2 separate regions of the Rattus norvegicus genome follow, and region 1 is linked to region 2. The links are chromatin contacts, called in public Hi-C maps. All regions are on one chromosome and are shown on one strand. Each heading gives the region's core, a stretch centred on a gene start, on an enhancer-like site or on the middle of the called end of the contact. The rest is flanking DNA. Distances are from core to core; before and after follow the strand shown.

Region 1 (4,356 bases), core at 446-2,945, 230 kb before region 2:
GATGGAGAAGCCTGGATTTCGTTGGAGACCCCAAGATGTTGGGATGTCAGAGCTGTGGGATACCTGCCCAGGAAAGATGCTAACAGGCCGTGAAACTAGCCTTTGCCAGAGAAGTGTGTTGCAGTCAATAAAGCTGAAAGGAAATGGAGGTCTGAAGAGCACTTTGACGTCAGACATGGAGAGGCAGAGTTGCCCAGCTGGCTTCAGCCTTGCCTTGGTCCAGTGTTTCCTCACTGAGCTCCCCTCCACCCTTTGCGAATGGTGTTTTGCATTCTGTGCAGTTGTACTTATTCTGCTCTAGCTTCGAATCTATCAAAGATTACAGCTAAGAGACTGCCATGAGGCTCAGAAGAGACTCTGGGCTTTTAAACAGTACTGACTCTGTTACAGACTTTTGAAGTTGGACTAAGTGCATTTTTGTGTTGTGACAGGGCTACAAGCCTATGGGAGGCCAGGGAGTGGAATGTGGTGGTTTGAATAGGAATGACCTATTGTTGGAGGAAGTGTGTCACTGTGGGTGGGCTTTGGGCTTCTAAATGCTTGAGTCAGGCCCAGTCTCTCTCTCTCTCCCGCTCCCTCCCTCCCTCCCTCTCTCCCTCCCTCCCTCTCTCCCTCCCTCCCTCCTTCCCTCCCTCCCTCCCTCCCTCTGCCTGCTGCTTGCAGATCTGGATGTAGAACTTTCAGCTCCTCTCCAACACCATGCCACATGCTTCCCGACACAAGGACAGTGAACTAAACCTCTGAACTGTAAACCAGCCCCAATCAAATGCTTTCTTTTATAAAAATTGCTATGGTTAGAGCCTCTCCACAGCAATAGAACTTTGACTAAGACATCTGCTTAAAAAAATATTTTAAAAGCTGGGCCGTGGTGGCACATGACTTAAAGCTCAGTACTGGGGAGGCAGAGGCAGGTGGATCTTTGTGAGTTTGAGGCTAGCCTGGTCTACAGAGCTAGTTCCAGGACAGCCAGGGCTACACAAAGAAACCTTGTCTCAAATGTATGTATAGGGAAGGCTACATGTCTGGGGATTTACCACTGACTCTTCCTGTCAGCCAGGAATAATTCTTGTAAGGTCAAGAGATCTAGGCATGATCAGAAACCTACCCTACAGCCACGCCACCTCTCTTGGAAGGATTCTAGCAGGCTGCACAATGAGGCCACTCAGGGCCAGTCGGGGGTGAGGCTAGAATATGGGAACGGTCCTTTCACAGCTAGACTGGGTCCTCCACGAATGTGCTCAAACCCTGAGCCTGTCCATACACACTCCAATGCGAGACTCGCCTTTGATATAGCTGAGATGAAGGCTGGAGAAGAGGCAAAACCTGAACCAGTCTTGAATATGGAAAGACCAAGCTCAGTGTTGGCAGAGAGCCAGCGCATGCAGGCTGGGGTCAGGCTTCGTGCATCAGCATGTGAAGGAGGAGTGATTGCTTGGAAAGGGACATTGGAGCTAGATCCCATTTTTCCAGGCCAGAGAGTTTAAACTCCATCCAAAAGGTCAAAATGAGAGCCTATGACAGTGTGCTGGGGTTGGGTGGGTTAATTTACAGAAAGTTCTGTCACCAGAGAAATGGTAGTTTCCAGTAATGGCCAGCAGAGGGCAGCTCTAACTCACATTTCCTTAGCCCCAAACCTGTTCAACATAAATCTAAGATCCTGGCCTGGCTCTTTAGAGAGGGAAGAAAAGCACCAGTTGGCAAAGGAAAAACGGGCCAGCTGTGCGCAGCTGGAGGAGAGGGATACTGGCCATTTATGGCCAGTTGAAGCGAGGTCAGGTGATATACCCCACATAGCCTACTTCCTTCCTAGCTGTACAGGCCTTTGGTATCCTTAGCCACTCTTTCCCTGTAAGGAAAATTACAGAATCCAATTGGTGTCTGAGTTTAGCTTCTGGGGGTTGCCAGTCTCTTTGGAATCAAACCAAACAGAAGAATTCATGTGGCTGAGGAGAAAGAAATGCAGGGCCTTTGATCTTTCCTTCCCTAAGAAGGTCGGGGGAATTGTCAGGATGAGGGGAAGGTGTTCTATCCTTGGGCATCTCACAGGTGCTTAGCCAGCCAGTTCTGTGCTAGGGGCCAAGAGGCAGAATGCCAGGTAAGTACCCCACCTTCCCAGACCCCCCAGTTCACACTGAACACCGTTTGACCCAGCTGATAGGGACGGAAGGTGATGTAGACGCAGGAGAAAGGACTGTTCCTCCTCTGGGCAGGGAGCTAGAGGTTTTGATGGAGGATCTGACATAGGAGGGAGGCACTGGAACGTGGATAGGGTTTTATCGGCTGAAGAGGGAAGAACAACCCTGACAGGACCCGCGTGAGCAGAAGCACCAGGCTGACTCTGCCTGCAGAGAACACTGATGATCTTGTCAATGAATATGGTTAGAGGTGCCTTTAAATAACCTTTGGGTGAACTTTGGGCCTCTGGCCAGTGTTAGTTCTCATCTTCAAACCACCTTGTGCTGTCACCGTCTCCACAGATGACAAGTCGGAAAATTAAAGCGACAGTCCTAGTAAGTAGCCCGGGAGCCTCGTAAGATGATGTTCCTGTTCCGGCTCATGTGACCCCACGGTGCACCTACTAGTTAGGGGGTATATGTGATGTGCATGGAGAACAAAGACATAGGTCTTTCTGTCCTGAGAGGGGTCTCCATTTTTGGCTTTTTCCTCTCTGCTGGAGCTATAAGATCTTCTGGCTAGAAACCCATCCTCAAAGAGCCGCTCATACGTGTATTTCTTTTTTCACACTTTTCCTTTACCTTTTTCAGAGGATTTCCTGTGTGAACTGTGCCCTTGTGGGCCAGAGTTTGGGTCCCCCGACTCCACCCCAGGCAATGTCAGTGGAGGAATGTATTCCATCCGATTGGCCTTGTAGGCAAGTCTGTAGGGCATTTTGTTAGCTAATGTTTTAATATTTGATGTGGGAGGAGAGCCCATCCCACCATGGGCAGCGGTATCCCCTAGGCAGGTGGTCCTGAGCTGTATGAGAAGCGAGCTGAGCAAGCCATGAGCCGTGGAGAGCACGCCAGTAATCAAGTCTCCCCCATAGCTCCTGCCTCTGTTGTGGCTTCAATTCCTGTTCTGACTTCCTCTGTTGATGGATTCTAATCTGTAAACCCAAATAAACAGGACCTTTCCTCTCCGAGTCGCTTCAGATCATAGCGTTCATCAAAGCAAAACAAAGCAAACTAATTTACCCTCCTTCCCCAGGAGCCGTGTCTGCCTGTTTATTTCTCTGTCTGTCCATCTGTCCACCTGCCTTTCTGTCCATCTAGAGTGAAGGTGCTGAGAGGACATGGCCCTCTATGACCTCTTGTCTAGACTTGTTCTTCTGGGGCTTCCCACCCCTGCTGAACACCTTCTGATCCTTGGTTGTGAGCCTAGCCTTTATGTGCTGAACCGTCTCTCCCTCCGCCCCTTCTGGGATTTGTAGTACCACCACCTCCCTGTTCAGCATCTCACACCATTCAGAATTTCCACCTTGGTCTGCTTGGGCTGTAAACAGGAAAGATTTGTTTCTCTAGATTTTGGAGACTGAGAAGTCTGCCATCAAGGCATCAGCGAAATTACTGTCTGCTGAGGCCTGCTCTCCGGTTCACACATGGTGCCTCTTGCTGTGTCCACGTGGGGCAGAAGGTATTCTGTAGTTCCTTGGAGTATCTTCTAATGCACATGGTCACCTCACAAAACCTCCCCTTCCTGATGCCACTGCCTTTGGGACTAGAGTTTTAGGATAGTGAAAATAATTAAGCTAGAGCATTTTGTGATACCCTCCCCAAGCCCTAAATGTGTGTCATTCTCAAGTACAAAATTCATTCATGGGTTTGGGGATTTGACTCAGCGATAGGGCGCTTGCCTAGCAACCGCAAGGCAACGGTTTGGTCCCCAGCTCCGAAAAAAAGAAAAGGGAAAAAAAATTCATTCATTTTATCCTAATAGCCTGGAATATCTTAACTAATGCCAGTAGCAACTAAAGTCTAAGTTCCAGGCTTTGACCAATCAGATATAAGTATATCAGGTGTAAGATTCAGGTATAATTATTCTGCACATGTGCACACACACACACACAAACACACACACACACACACACACACACACACACACACACACACACACGGGGGGGTGATTATCTTCTGTGACTTGACTTTACAGACTTCAGACTGGGCACTGCCTATGCTGTGTTACTAAGGAGTTGTAGCTGCGACGTTGTGGCTCTCCTAGGCTGGAATTGCTCCTGACAATTTGTGATCTTGACAGCTCACTGGTCTGAGACCTTGGGTGTTTCCCCCAATCCCATGGCTCCCACTAGACACTGCCCTGGTGAAGACTGCCTGGGTAAACAAAATTATTACAATCACG
Region 2 (3,727 bases), core at 1,209-3,708:
GCAGAAGAATTCAGCCAAATCAAGGTCTGACATCGAAGATGGCTTGTCTTCCTATTCTTAGGGCTTTCAAAGTTCCTTCTGTGACCTGGGAGATTGCTCAGTTAATAGAGACTTTATCTCGCCTGAGGCCCTGGATTATACAGACACACACACACACACACAGACACACAGACACACAGACACACACACACACACACACACACACACACACCTAGTCTCACATTCCATATGAAAAATTCCAGCAAATACAGTGAGTATTTACAGTGACATTGACAGGTCACCACTCTTGCTACATTTCTGTCAACAGTCAGGCCACATTTAGTCTTACCTAATTATCTTTAGAAATGGGGGAGACTGGTGTGCAAGGCCCTGGGTTCAATTTCAACTCCAGTAACACACACAAAGCTATTCCATCAAACTACACTCCTGTATCTGTAATCTATGTGTTTGGGGCAAAAATGTTGGCTTTTGCATCTCCACTCCACTAGTTCAGTCCATCAGGGATCTCAATTTACCCAACAAAGAGACAAATGAAGAAGGAGCTGGAGGTAGGGACAGGGAGAAAAAGGAGGAGGAGGAAGAGGAAGAGGAAGAGGAGGAGGAGGAAGAGGAGGAGGAAGAGGAAGAGGAAGAGGAGGAGGAGGAAGAGGAGGAGGAAGAGGAAGAGGAGGAAGAGGAGGAGGAAGAGGAAGATTACGACGACGACGATGACAACGACGACAACAACAACAAAACACAAAGATTTCGTTGATGTGCATTCCAGAAAGAGAAACATATAAAGGGTTTACTGTCTTTGGGGGAACTTACAAGAGCTTTAGGATTAAATAGAAGCACTGAGTTTGGGGTGAGGTAGGAATAATCAAGCCAACCTGGTCAGGTGTGGTCTGAATGATCATCCTCTTACGGGTGGCTTTACGAGAAGGTTGAAGTCCTTTTTGCTTGAGGGGACAAGCTGTTTCTCAGGAGGATTCTTTCTATTCCAGGGTGCACATGCCATGACAGAAAGAGCTGTCATCTGGAGATGCTCTGTCCTGTGAGGCTTTGCCACTCCTGATGACTAGAGGGTTGAAGCCAGCGACCGAGAATCTTTCACGTGCTTCTTGGGGAGGAAGGTTTCTGGAAGAGGACATTGTACAAACATCTTGGTTACTCCTATGTGTTTGGCACTCAGACATGAAGGAGAATGAGGTGTGATGCCAGTTTTTCGAGAATTGCTCCTTGAGTGAATATAGGGTGAGCAGGTAACTCAGAGAAAATGAGACAGCTACAAAATGAAGGCAGAAAAGCAAGGAGTTAATGCTTTCTAGCAAGGGTCATTTCTAAGAGATTATTAAACATACTCCACTTACCCCATGAGTTCTGTTATATTTTCATTTTCTGTTTTATTTATTCATTTCTCTCCTCCCATGTGAATGAAAACTCCACGAAGACTAGAATTCTAGTTTTGCTCATTATTATGTCCTTAAAGTATTTGTCAGTGGTTTGGGGACAGATACAAGTCCATACTGTCACCCTCAGCCCCACAAGGAATTCCCCTAATCCTTTAGGGACATCAACTCAGGCCAAACCAGAATCCAAATTTGGATTTTTGACTGTGTATGTGGTTTTTGTTTGTTTGTCTTTTGCCTGCGTCTATATCTTTGCACTATGTGTATGCCTCAAACCAGAACTTGTGTCTTGGAATTTCAAGCTTATCCATTCTGAAGCAGAGTTGGGACTTGTAGTAAAGATAATCTAACATAGCCTTTAGGCATGAGGGTTAGAAGAAAGGTGCTAAAAGGAAGGGAAGTAAGACATCCTAGAGTGTGGGGATCACCTCCCTAAGGGAGACTTTTCAGTTAGTATTAGCCATACACACCTTTTGGTGGTTCTCAAGTTATAAGGCTAAGAAATCCCAATTCCACTCCTGTGCATTTTGTCTCTTTTGATAAGTGAGATTATGAACGTGGCTCTAGAGGTACCTTGGATAGAATTATAATCTGATAAAGTAAAACCAGGAGTCCCTAGGGTTGCACAGGCGTTTCTTATATAAAGTCCTAGACTTTTCAGTTGGAAGGTGGGGGAAAAGCCACAACCAGTAGTTAATTGTACAGAAATTCTTTGCTAGTAAAACTCTTCAACTAGACCCATGAGTAAGGGATTCCTTTCTCTACTGATGTCTCCCTAATTTCCCCTTTCATCCTGCCTCACCTTGAACAGGGAGGGCCATTAAGTCTCACAGATAAAAAGACATCTAAAGGGGTTCCTGTGAGCCCAACCGCACGCCTCTGGCTTAGCTCCACAGGAAGGAGGGGAGGAGAAACTAAATGACAAAGAAGGGAAAGACCTCGGGAGGTGATTGGCAGCTGCGGCTTTCAACACACGCAGCCACACTGAATATGGCGATTGGGGAAATTTCCTGGAGGAAATCACGCGAGAGTTGCTTGACGGAGGCCATCCGCGAATTGAGCCGGGGGTGTGGAGCAGCCAAGATGGAGCCGGCAGCCGCCGGTCCCGGCCCTCTGATTGTGAACAACAAGCAACCCCAGCCGCCACCTCCGCCGCCGCCAGCTACCGCACAGCCTCCTCCTGGGGCGCCGAGGGCCGCCGGAGGCCTCCTGCCGGCGGGCAAAGCCCGCGAGTTCAACCGCAACCAACGCAAAGACTCGGAGGTCAGAGCTACAGGGGGGCGAGGCTGGCATCGGGCGGGTGGCAGAGGGGGTCCCGGGGCGGCATCCGAGACCAGCCGGACTTCCGGGTGGCATGACAGGGGGCTTACGAGCTGTCACTTGACTGAGAACCGTGCACTTATCGAGGCTGGCAGCCGCCACGGCCCCGGGGAGGAAAGCCGGGAGCCGTGTCACAAACTCTGCTGCGGCCCGGGGAGAAGATCCTGAAGCCGGGGACCGCGGGTCTGCCCTCGGGGGCGTGGCCTGAGGCACAGCCCTCCTGGGATGCAAAGTCGGTGGTCTGCTGGATTGTTAGCCCCTCATCGTTTCCGGCCTCTAATCTTAGGAGGGTGGTGGGCGACGCCGGGGACCCAGGAGAGCTTAGCCGGCGCTTAGGACAGAGCAGCTTCTCTCTCTGTGCTGCTCGGCCCCAGGTTATGAGAGGAGCCGAGAGAGCACACTGGCTTTCCCTCCGAATTTTAGTCAATGCAGGATCAAACCGCGGCCAGACGTTGCAAAGCATATTTAGTATGCCCAGTGAGCCCAGTGCTGAGCTGTTAAGGATTAGAAGTACACAAAGGGCGCAGGATTTCTCCTTCTTGCTAGTGAGCTGTGATTCCCTTTGCCCGCGCAGTCTGGAGCTATTCGCCTCACCCCAAGTTAAAATTCCTCCCACTGCTTCCGTTTGCAGAATTCATGAATGAACACACACCCCATCGTCGTCGCAGCATTTCAGGGCTTCTTAATCAGCACATTCATTCCCAGAGCGCTTACTATGCAATCTCCTCCACCTGAGACAATTTCCAGTGTGATGAGCAGCCAGGCACTTACTGAGAAGGAATTCCTCAAATTCAAATTTGATGCTCCAGCTCGTACCAGAGACTAAAGATACTGTCTTTAATCCTCTGAAATCAGTTCCTTTCAAGCATTTTGTTGTTGTTGCAGGCTCAACTTCTGATAAAACATGTCACAAATGAACAGAGTAGAGAGGATGAGCTTAGAGTGGCCTTTTTGAAAAAGATGAACCTTTTAGGAATCTTTTATTGTGGAATGGTGGAGGATCAGTGGTTACTTTCAGT

Evidence for each region. A called contact is a pair of places that touch in the nucleus more often than the background predicts.
Region 1: a Hi-C map of frontal cortex shows a contact between it and region 2, with 3 times the contacts expected there. The contact joins the enhancer-like site here to the promoter of Strip1 in region 2. A contact is called at or near these places in 3 of 12 Hi-C or Micro-C datasets (Schwann cells, frontal cortex and prefrontal cortex).

Annotation. Positions count from the first base shown.
Region 1 is chr2:198,183,325-198,187,680 of GRCr8, reverse strand. No RefSeq gene overlaps it. Among named protein-coding and RNA genes, the nearest start is that of Eps8l3, 17 kb to the left of the region's middle. Within about 2 kb of position 1,695, at least 24 of the 93 cell types and tissues checked have an H3K27ac peak or open chromatin away from gene starts, as enhancers often do. A contact at or near this core is called in Schwann cells, where this site is marked.
Region 2 is chr2:197,955,246-197,958,972 of GRCr8, reverse strand. It overlaps Strip1 (striatin interacting protein 1), which reads left to right and starts at 2,458. Exons shown (of 21, transcript NM_001399218.1): 1 at 2,458-2,651. The coding sequence starts at 2,472. It overlaps LOC134485949 (a long non-coding RNA gene), which reads right to left and starts at 2,647. Exons shown (of 2, transcript XR_010064385.1): 1 at 2,327-2,647; 2 at 748-1,116.